2 separate regions of the Sus scrofa genome follow, and region 1 is linked to region 2. Evidence: chromatin contacts called from public Hi-C data. All regions are on one chromosome and are shown on one strand. Each heading gives the region's core, a stretch centred on a gene start, on an enhancer-like site or on the middle of the called end of the contact. The rest is flanking DNA. Distances are from core to core; before and after follow the strand shown.

The links. Hi-C and Micro-C count contacts between places; a contact is called where the count stands out from the background.
Region 1: a Hi-C map of fetal skeletal muscle shows a contact between it and region 2, with 2.7 times the contacts expected there. The contact joins the promoter of PAPOLB here to the enhancer-like site in region 2. A contact is called at or near these places in 13 of 47 Hi-C or Micro-C datasets (alveolar macrophages, embryonic fibroblasts, fetal heart ventricle and 9 more) and 1 of 2 datasets of contacts at active chromatin or transcription factors (skeletal muscle).

What each region holds. Positions count from the first base shown.
Region 1 is chr3:3,698,075-3,703,904 of Sscrofa11.1, forward strand. PAPOLB (poly(A) polymerase beta) reads right to left here and starts at 2,912. Exons shown (of 1, transcript XM_005674549.3): 1 at 1-2,912. The coding sequence starts at 2,501. The coding sequence ends at 579. All of the region lies in intron 2 of RADIL (ras-associating and dilute domain-containing protein), which reads right to left.
Region 2 is chr3:3,642,289-3,647,460 of Sscrofa11.1, forward strand. It overlaps RADIL (ras-associating and dilute domain-containing protein), which reads right to left. Exons shown (of 16, transcript XM_021086022.1): 10 at 3,571-3,721; 11 at 3,065-3,199; 12 at 2,585-2,775; 13 at 2,113-2,440; 14 at 1,115-1,254; 15 at 738-877; 16 at 6-341. The coding sequence ends at 236. It also overlaps a transcript of AP5Z1 not described here. Among named protein-coding and RNA genes, the nearest start is that of AP5Z1, 22 kb to the left of the region's middle. Within about 2 kb of position 3,658, at least 5 of the 83 cell types and tissues checked have an H3K27ac peak or open chromatin away from gene starts, as enhancers often do. A contact at or near this core is called in fetal skeletal muscle and omental adipose tissue, where this site is marked.

The sequences.
Region 1 (5,830 bases), core at 1,662-4,161, 55 kb after region 2:
GTAAGGAATCTCGGTACCAGTCTGTATTGCAAACTTTTCCCAACAATGCATCCAACATAAATCCAGTCTGCAGGGCACCAAGAGAGCTAGAGGGGCTTTTTCTGCCTTTCCTCCTCTTTGAAGGGCAGAAGTCCTTTGAAATGGTTAGTGTAAACCGGCTGACACATAAGTAACGTGACACACTCGTAACAGGACTTCCAGAAGCTCTACACACTAACCTAGACTTCTGATCGGGATTAGCCCAACAGAAGCAGTTACCCAACAAGCCTCATCAACCTAGTTTGAATCGTATCCAGTTTGGCCCCCTTTGTTCTCTTCCTTTAGCATCTGAAGACAACAGGCTGAGTTGGCAGGTGTCGCTTATGGACCCTTGAGGTTGTCTCAGTTTAGTCTGTTTTATTGGATTCTTGGTAACAGGAACAGCCTCTGCAGGAAGAGCAGGGACACTGGAGGTCTGCACTCGTGTCTCCGGGGAGGCCCACAGAGAAGCTGCTGTCTGAGTGGTTCCTGAGTCCCACGTATGTCCTCGTGAGAATGTTTCCCTCCGACCTCGCTCCTGGATGACGCGACCCGCTCCTCTAGACCCCTACTATAGGATTGGCTATGTTTGCTGCTGCGCTCCCGGAAGGCCTGGGGGGGTGATTCACCAGAAGGGTTGAGGAAATGACTCTGGTGACCACAGGCTTCGGTGGTAGAATGGCTGGTAGTGAGCCAGCGTGAGGGATGCTTTCGCTGGACGCACTCCCTGGGCTTTCACTGGGATTTGCCTGCTGCAAGGAAACATCAGTAACCTGAGCGCTGATCACAGGTGCCGCCATCATAGCGAGGGCAGGACTGCTTCTGCCTGGAGAGCTGCCAGTCACCGGGCCAGTCTTCACAGCGCCGGGAAATGAAGACACAGACACGCTGTCTTCACTGTCTGCAGTCAAGCCGAGGCTGCCGTCACCCAAAGCTGTCAATCTGACACCTTCTGGCGAGGGTGTCTTCTTTTGCGGAAGCACGTGGTTCGGTAGCAGCTGATGAAGTTCCTTTCTTCTCAAGTGCATCGCCGCAATTTTCATGTCCATCTCAAACATCTTACTATTAACTGCCTGTCTATAAACTGTATCGGTGAAGGACTGGATGTCGTAGGTGAGATCGATACTGAGAATGTCAGAGTTCTCGGGTCTTTTTAACACTAACCCAATCACCCACATGGTACGAAATTCTTCCTTGTCAGGACTTTCCCTGGGGGCTGGAAAGGACTGAGGATTCACGTGCGCCAGTGTAATAAATTCATTCTTCTCCAGGCTTCCGACCAGGATTCGGATTTTTGATTCCACCAAGCCCACCCATTCCAGATGCTGTTTTTCTGTTGGTGCACTTGCTAGAAGTGCAATATAATGCTTGTACTTTTGAAAGAAGCTTGGTGCTTCAAAAAGTTTGGACCACTCCGCCTTACTCAGCAAAATCTCGTGTGTGATAGCGAGCCCTTGTTTAAACTCCTCAATCATGACCATCCTCGTTGAAACAGACACATTGTATGTGGAGTTCTGCTGTGGGTAGGCGGGGGTAATTATAGGCATGAGATGATACCTATCACTGGGGTTTACTCTCGGGTCCCACACGGGCAAATTAAGATTCCGTTCTTCGGGCTCTTTCAGCAGCACTGGATTTGGCCATTCCCATTCAGAAAACACCAAGAAGAACTTACGTACAAGAGTTGATGCTATTGCATTTGGATAAAGCTGGCAAGTTCTCGCTACTAGCATCGCCCAGGAGACACCTCCTAGGAAACCTAATATATTGGAATAGATGTTGTGGCACTTGGCCCACAACTTGACGGCCCTCAGAGTTAATCTGAAGTTGTCAATGTTTGGCACTAGATGTAAAATCTCATCAGTTACCCGGCAACCGTTAAGACTTCTTATGCATCTGATATCTAAATTTTTAAGCAGACTGTCATCTCTCAGGTCCAAATCTTCAGGAATAGTCTGCAGTGCTAACCTTGCAAACAAAATATCAATCTCTATCCCATCAAAACACAGTTTGATAACTGGCACAAAGGCCTCCTCAACAGCCCTTAAATCTTTTACTTCTTCATGGAGTTTCAACTTATCATAGAAGGAGGTAAAAAAGTCGCTTCGATCGACATGTCTCGGGGCGACACATAACGCATCGATATCGGCGCCCTTCGTATGCACCCCTAATCTGTAAGACCCGAACGTGAAGATCTTCCCTCCCACATTTTCAATGACAGCTTGTGGAAGACTCTTGCTTTCACTGAGTTCTCGTATCCACTCCTTGACCAGATAATTTAATTTCTCCAAAATTAAAATCCTGCGCTGCAGTTCCTCTTCCTCTTCAAACACCCCGAAGGGCTTCAGGGTTTCAATCAGCTTCTGGGTAAGGACGCAGTCAGTCTCCCGGGGGGGCGCCAGGCTGATGGGGGAGGAGATGCCATAGCGCTTGGGCGGCGGCGGCGGCGGCTGGCATCCCGGGGTGGTCACCGGAAACGGCATCGTCTCTAGCGCTGGCCCCGCCACGCCACGTCCCCCGCCACCGTGACCTCCGCGGCCGCCGCCCGGGTCATGATCCGCTGAGGCGGGAGGGGCGGGGCTCCTACCAGCCCAGGTCCGACCCGCTCCCGCCGCTTCAAGCGCCTCTCCGCGGTCCCCTCGGCCCCAACATGGCGCCCGCGGCCTCGCCGCCGCCTTCTAGAACGCCCACGCCCGCCCCGCCCCGCGGCCCCACAGAGCATGCGCGCGCAGAGCCTCATGGGGGCTGTAGTTCCGGCACGCCCCCGTGGTTCCGCCCTGGCGTCCCGCCAAGGGGTGGCCTCAGAGGGGCGCCCCGGGTTTCGGGCACGTGGTAACTGTGCTGTTTTGTTTGTTTGTTTGTTTTGTCTTTTTGCCATTTCTGGGGCCGCTCCCGCCCGCGGCATATGGAGGTTCCCAGGCTAGGGGTCGAATCGGAACTGCAGCCGCCGGCCTACGCCAGAGCCACAGCCACGCGGGATCCGAGCCGCGTCTGCAACCTCTGCAAGCTCTGCAAGCTACACCGCAGCTCATGACAACGCCGGATCGTTAACCCACTGAGCGAGGGCAGGGACCGAACCCGCAACCTCATGGTTCCTAGTCGGATTCGTTAACCACTGCGCCATGACGGGAACTCCAACTGTGTTGTATTTTTGCCCAGACCTACCATCCACCTCCTTGCTCGCGTTTCCTACACCTCACGTCGCTTTCTTCACCAGTGGCATCCGCCACATGCCCATCCCTTAGAATCCTTCCAGGGCAGGGTCTGCTGCGGGGAGGCAGCTCCGTTGCATGCTCCGCGGCCAGCGCCAGGACCGCAGCTCTGGGCGCTCAGTCCTGTCCTCTCCAGCTTGGCATGACCTGCCTGCCTCCCTGTGGTGTCTGCAGGTCCCATTGGGAAGTCTGCAGTCGGACTAGCTTGCGGCTCGCCTGTCTTGCTTCTTGGCAGCTGTAAGAATCTGCCCTAAGTGTCCTGCGGCATTGCCACTAGGCAGCTGGGGGTAAACTTTTCGTCTGTCTTAGCCAGGAAACACCGTGGTTCCTGGATCAGAAGATCCTGGGGCGCATCCCTGGAATATGTTCTCTCTCCATTCTCTTGATCCTCTTCTTGGAGACCTGGGACAGACCTTCTCATTCTGACCGCCGTGTCTGTAAACCCTTGTTTCTTTCTGCGAGATGCCAGCTCCCCCTCATTCTCTAGTTCTCTCTTCAGATATATTTAGGCTGCTACGTCATCACTGAAGGATCCATGGACAAACTTGCGTTTTCATTACTAAAACCGTTATCTCGTTCTTTTCCAAATCGCCCCATCCTTTTGGAATGACATTCTGTTCCTTCCCGTTTTCTTTCTACCTTTTATTTCATTACCATTTTCAACATCCTCACTTAATATTCTGTAACAAATGGTTCCGATACCTAAGTCCTTGAGAATCGGATTCTATAGTTTGTTTCCTGCTGACTCACTGTGAGCAGCATCACTTCAGGTGTCTCGTAATTTTGAACTGGGAGCTCTTCTCTCGCCAGGCCTGGATAGCTGTGTGGTTGTCCTTCCAAAAAGGACTATGTTTCCACCCAGTGTCCTTCTAAGCTGTCAAACTATGTACACTGGAGTTTCTTCTCTTGCACTTCTCCCAATCACTTCAACAGTGCAATTTTGAACCCCAAAGACAGAGAGAAAGAGTGATTTTCAATTCTAGGGGAGACTATTCAGTTTTCCTTGCCCAGAGCCCAGCTCAAGAAAGCTAACTCCTTCTCATCTCCTTGTACCAGGGAGCAGATTCTTCCTGTTCTACCTTTTCATTCAATCTACCTCCCTTTACAGTTTCCAAATATGGGTGAGGGTCGCAGTTCCAACTCCCTACTTCTTAAGGTCCCAAGGCTCTATGTCACTTTCTAGGACAGCTATTAAACTTGAGTTCCTGGGTTACAAAGACTAGTAAATGCCTACAGGGCAATTATAGCTTCATAATCACCTAAGATTCTAAGGCTTCCGAGTATCTCACTTTGGTTTTTCTTTCACCCCTGGGGATTACCTTTTGGGAGGGGGGAGTATTCAGCTCTGCATCTAACAGGAGAACTGCTATATTTCAGCCAGCTCTTGCAGGTACTTTACATAGAAAGCTTTTCCAGGACAATTAGTGCCACATATTGCCAGAAATATAAGTACCCTGCCAGCTTCTCAACCCATTTCAGTGGGGTCTGCATGCTTAACATTCCAGCAACAGGGCTACCAGGAGGGTCTTTGGTGACTTCCACGTTGCTCCATCTGGTGGGTCCGGGGTCTCCATCTTTTGTGACCTGCAGTGGCCTCCTCTGGCCTCCGTGGCACCACACTCTGTGCTGCCTCTCACACCCCTGGCCTCCCTCCGTCTGACTTGCTCCGCTTTTGCTTGGCCTCTAAAGTTGGAGCTCTTCCAGCTCCCACATTAATCCTGCAACGCTCCTCGCTGTATATCTATTTACTCCCTGGGTAAGAGACCAATTTTCACAGCTTTAAATATCATCTATTTACAGCTTAGCTTAAGTTTCTATAGTGGACTCTCTTCGGAGCTCCAGATGCCTGTTGTCTGACTTCCTGCCACCTCCATTTGGATGTCTCAAACCTAACGTAGCTTCAAGAGAACTCTTACTCTTCCCTCCATAGTTTCTTTCTTTCGTGGTCGTCCCCATTTTGTAGCTGGCATCTCCATCTACCCAGCTGCTCATTCCAGAAATCTGGGAGTCTTTTTTTTTTTTTTTTTTTTGGTCTTTTTAGGGCCACACCCAAGGCATGTGGACGTTCCCAGACTAGGGGTTGCATTGGAGCTGCAGCTGCTGGCCTACGCCACAGCCATCCAGGATCCAAGCCTCGTCTGCAACCTACACCACAGCTCATGGCATCGCCAGACCCTTAACCCACTGAACGAGGCCAGGGATTGAACCTGCATCCTCATGGATACCAGTCAGGTTCGCGACCACTGAGCCACAGGGGAGCTCCCCTATTACTCATCTTTTCAAAGTCTTTCCTACCCAATAGCCAGAGGGGGCTTTTAATCCCTTCAGCAGCCCCCCATCCAACTTCATCTAAAAGCCAACACACCTAACAAGCCCCGACCGTCTCTCCAGCTCCACCCCCCTGACTTCCCCCGCCCTCCAGCCACACCGCCTTTGGGTGCCTTGCGTTTGTGTCTCCTCCCTGGGTCTCTGCACGATGCTGTTCCCTATGCCCAGAAAGCGCTTCCTGCCCCACTCATCTCTGCTGCCCTTCACCTGGTGAGTGTTTTCAACTTGGAGATTTGGCTTAAATTTCATCTCCGCAGAGAGAGCATCCCCAG
Region 2 (5,172 bases), core at 2,408-4,907:
CCCTCTAAGAATACGAAAGAGAGTTTATTGAATCTATACTCCATTAAAATCTCCCAACATAAAAGCTCTGTAACAAACATCACAACTTGGTGCCAGCTGTCGTATAAATAAAATACACACTACGATGTACATTATCCACAGGCCGAGGGCCACGGCAAGGGCCCCGAAGGTCGCGCCCCACACGGAGCAGCCGGGCAGAGGGTGACATAACCTGGGAACCGCAGGTGCAGGCCGCCTAGGGAGGGGGTGTGCGGAAGCGGATTTTCTTGGCTGTCTCCACGTCGGACTTGGCAACCAGAAACCGCATCTTCTTTCCCCCGTGTCGGATCAGGTCCACGGCTCTGAAACCAGCGGAGGGGACGGGGCGCTGCAGAAGGTCTCTCACGGGTCCAGCGGGCAGAGCTTCCTGAGGCGCCCGGGAAGGGACCCACCCCCACCCGTCACCCCGAGTGGATAGTTAGGTCTCCCGTGCTGTGCCCGAGCTTCAGGATCGTGGAGCCTGTGCCCTCGCTGCCCAGCCCAGAGCCCGGCTGCCCCACCCCCGAGCCCCCCAACGGGGCCAGTGTGTCTTGCAGGGCGGATGTGAGGGGAGCGAGGAAGGGGCCGCAGGGAGGCAGGCTGGACGGCGGGCCCCTCCGAGGCGGCGAAGGGCAGGGCCGGCTCGGGGGGTCCGGAGAAGCCAGGCTTGCAGGGAGGGTGGACCTGGCCCCCCGGCCGAGGTGGGGGGGCAGGGGTACCTCAGGTAGCCGACGCCCAGCAGGCTGCTGCCGTTCACCTCCAGGATGCGGTCTCCCAGCGACAGCCGCCCATCGGACGCCGCGGGGCTCCCCGGGAGCAGGGTCTGGATGTAGAGCCCGGGGGCGCCCAGGGGCGTGTGCTGCGGGAGAAGCAGAAGCCTCAGGGCTCCGTGGCCCCTCACACACGGGGTCCCCAGGAAGGGCCACCTCCGCCCCTCCCCAGCCAAGGGCCCGGGCCTGACCCAGGGCGCTCAGGCCTCTCCCTCCTCTCAAGCCCCGCCTCGTGCTCCTGCAGCCTGGTCCCCACCGCCACAGGCCCCGCCCCGCCCCGCTCCGGGTGACCACAGCGGCGGGAGCCAGCAGGGGGGTGCACTCACCAACCCGTCGATCAGGCCCATGCCCAGCCCCGAGGGGCCCCGCTCCAGCTCCACCACAAACAGGTAGCAGAAGTCGTCGGTGCTGGAGCTGCGGCTGGAGGGGGCCGGAGGGGGCTCGTCCGCGGGCGCCGCGCCGTCTCCTGGGCGGGCGAGAGGAGCGCAGCAGGGTTAGGGCGGCTGAGCCTCAGTCTCACCTCTGCCCAGGGGCCAGGGCCTGTCCAAGAGTCCAGGGACATCTGGGCTCGGCTGCTTCTCCAGGGGACCAGAGGAACAGGTGCTCACGCAGGTCCCACAAGACAGGCACGTGGGCAGAACAGGGACAGCAAGGCCGGGACCCCGCGGGGTGAGGGGGCGGTCCCCTGTGCTGCCCCAGGACATGGGCTGCTGCCAAGAGGCTGAGAAGGGGGCTCTGCTCAGGCTCTCGGCTCCCCTCCTCCTTCCAGAGACCTCCTCAGCCCCCGCCCTCTCTCCCTGCACCTCTAAGTGGTGACGCCACGTCTGTCCCTCCAGGGCCAGGCGGGCCCTGCCCTGGCCCCCTCCAGAGCTGGGGCTCTTTTCAGCTCAGCCCCCTGCTCCCCCCAGGCACTGCGCCTTCTCTGCCCACGAGGTATAAAGCCGAGCCACCCCCTGACTGCCCTTGGGGGCCTCAGACCCAGCTCTGTCCCAGGACCCCCTGCCCTCAGGGCACCCCCCCCAAAGTGGGCAGGAGCACAATTCCTGCGGCAGGTGGCCGGGCTGGGGCAGCTGTGCCTCCACCACCCAGTCTCTGCTGGGTGCAGACCAGCTCTCCGAGCCCCAGAAGCCTGCGTGTGGCCCCGCTACCCTGCCCGGGCCTGAGCCACGTCCTCCCCCTCTGCCCCCGGGGCCTGTCCTGCACTAAGGGCGGCACTGAGGCCCACGCGTGCCACCAGGCCCCCATGGAGAAAGACCCTGCGGGACCCGCCAGGCGCTGGCAGGGCAGGGGCTGGGGTGCAGGCATGAGACTGGCGGGGGCTCACCTTCAGGAGCCGCACCCCGGGGGCCACCCAGCCCGTTCCTGCTCCCTTCCAGAAGTGCTCTCCCACAGGAGCTGCTGGCTTCAGGCCACTCGGGGACAGTGGGCTCGAGTGGGGTGGCGGGAGGCGTGAGCAGGCATGATGCGTCCCCGTGCAGGGGCCCGGGCTGGGGGCCCCCGCGGCTCACACGGCCTGATGGCCTTCCTGGGGGGCCCTGAGCCCGGGGAGCCCCTGAAGAAGGCGGAGGGTGCTCCGGGCTGGCCTCACGGGCTCCCCGGCCGGGGTCCCTGGAAGCCTCGGGGTGGCCCTCGGGGCTGGCATGGTGTGGGCCCTGGGGACAGAAGAAGAACCAACTCAGCGCCCAGCGACCCAACGTGATGTGACGGGAGAAGGACAGGCCTCCCCGGCTCTGCGGCCACGGCCCCAGCGGCACCAACCCCAGGCCCACGGAGCTCCGGCCTCTGCCGCCGGGTACCTGGGGGCACTCCGGCGGCGCGGGCCCCCCGCTGGCGCTGGGCTTGCTCCGCAGGCTCCACAGGAAGTGGCGGATGTAGAGGAGGTGCTGGTAGATGCTGTCGTCCAGGCGGTCCGCGTCCAGGTCCACCTGGAAGCCCTCGCTCGGCAAAACGATGGGCGGGGGGTTCTCGTAGGACTCCAGGACCTCGTCTGCGGGGACACGGCGTGGCCACCGGCGGCTCGCGGCAGCAGGAAGAGGCTGCCTGGCGTCCCCCGCCTGACGCCTCTGGAACCCGTGGACACGGGAGGGGGCCGGGAGAAGTGACCGGCCCAGGGGACCTCTCCTCCCTCCAAGGCCCAGCGGCTGCCCCCCACCCCCCCTGCTCCTCTGCCTGCTCCGCCCGGGACTCCCAGGGCCAGGACGCAGGGCCTTCCCGATGGTGGGAAGGCCGGTGCCCACACCTCACCCCCGGCCCCGCCTCCGGGCTCAGATGCACACCAGTAAGTGACAGGGGAGCGAGGCCGCGTCCCAGCCCCAGGGGAACAGAGACGGAAAACGGGCTCCGAGCCCTGCTTCTGTCTGAACCTTCCCGCCTGAGGCCTCCCGGTTTTCTCTGTGGGAACACACGTGACGCTAACAGAGAGAGACGCCGTCTGATCTATAACAACCGGTACATACGCGTGGGCGCCCATCTCCACGCCTGCGTGTGCAGGGACACGCGGGGCACGTGTGCTCAGGAACGTTCCCCAGGGCGGCGGAGTGGCCCCCCACGAGGAGACCCTGCTCTCATCCTGGTGCTGTGCCCTGGGCCAGGACCCAGGAGCGGCAGCGGGACCTCCAACCTCAGCCCAGAGCTTGGGGACAGAGGGGAACCTCCACCCTGGGCCGTCTTCCTCCCTGGGGGTCCTGCCCTTCCTGCCCCCCCCGCCACCCCCTGCCAGGGACCTCCACAGGTGGGGGTCAGGGGCCCAGGTCCACGCCCAAGTTCCCAGGAGGGGCCTCACCTGACCGGAAGGCTTCCGGGCAGTCCTGGGCGGTCGGCTCCCAGGCGCTCATGGGGCCCATGGCCGAGGCCAGCTGGTACTGAGTCAGCAGCCGGTGCAGCTGTGCGGGGCTCAAGGCGGGGAACGCGGCCCGCAGGCTCGCCCAGCTCATCTGCGTGACAAGACGGAGCTCCCAGTCAAAGGTCCAGGCGCACGGCCTCAGCTCAGGGAGGGTCTGCTTCCAGGAGCTGCAGGGGCAGGGGCAGGGGCCCAGTGCCCCTGGTGCCCATGCGGGACGGTAAGGTCAGCAAGGGGTCAAGGTCTGGTGGGTGGAGAGCCAGGGGGACAGCTGGGGACAGGGGCTGCCATTCCCAGGAAAGGCCAGCAGGCACTGTGCTGAGAGCCTTGTCCACGGAACCAGGCCTCATCCCACCACCTCTTGGGGCTGAGAAACAACAGAAATGACCGGTGGGAGATTAGGGGCAAGGACACAGGGGCCTGCGCCGCCTCTTCCAAGAGGGATCAGGAAGGCAACGCCACGGCGTTCAGTGCCACACGAGCCTGGCCTGCGAGCGGGGGCAGAGAAAGCTCCCCAAAGTAAGTTATGCTTCTCTGACCCCCTTCCAAAATCCCTTCGTCTGCTCTCTTGGCTTCCCCAAGGTTCCAGGAGCTTCCAGAGGAGGCCAGCGCTGGGCAGGCTCAGGGGCCCAGCTGGGAGGTGCCATCAGCAGTCAGGACTCAGGGCTGGAAGGTGTCCCTGGGTTCTCCAGCTCCCGAGCTGCTCTGGAGAAGCCGGGACCCGTCCTGACGGCCACCGTCGGGGGCCCAGGCCCTGCTCTGCATCTTCTCTGCAGCTGGCAGGTCCTCTGAAATCCCGCCAGCCCACTCCGCTGGCTGCATCTTCAATCCAGACCCTCAGGCTGCAGGGCGGGGAGCCTGCTCGGCTTGTCTCCACCACCGACCCGCCCCACCCTGCCAGCCTCTGCTGCGTAGACCCAGGCGCCCTTGCCCTTTCGTCACCTTCTTCCTTCCCCCCACCCCCACTTAATTTTACTGCCAACAAGGAACGCCGGCCAGTGGCTATGGTTCTACACCACAAACCACGCCCCAAGCTACAGGGGGCGCAGGGTGGGGAGGGCAAGGGTGGACCCGGGAGCCAGCCTCCTCCTAACACACTCCCCCTGAACACACTCCAGCAAGACAGCCCTGTGGGCCCGCGGGTGGCTTTGATTTTTGAGTTTGCGCCCCAGTCTGTGCTCCTCCGGGGCTGGTGTCGGTGGGCGCCCCAAGGTGCCCCGCAAAGGCAAGCGCCTCCTGCTCCGTCTCGTCGCCTCTCCGCTTGCTGGGTGCTTCCCGGCTTTATCCACCAGCCCAGCTGCTGAGCTTTTCATCTCTGCTGTCGTCGTTTTCATTTCCAAGAATTACTTCTGCTTTCTGACTTGCAGCATATCCCGTGACTATGCTGCAGATGCCCTATCTTCTCTTAGCTTCATGAGGATGTAATCGGTTTTCCAAAAAAGTTTCTTCTCGCCGAATAATCTGTTTCCAGCAAGGTGAAGTAGGGCCTGAGCCTGGGTTTACAGGGCCCTCAAGCTCAAGAGGGCTCCCCAAAAAGAGGAGGAG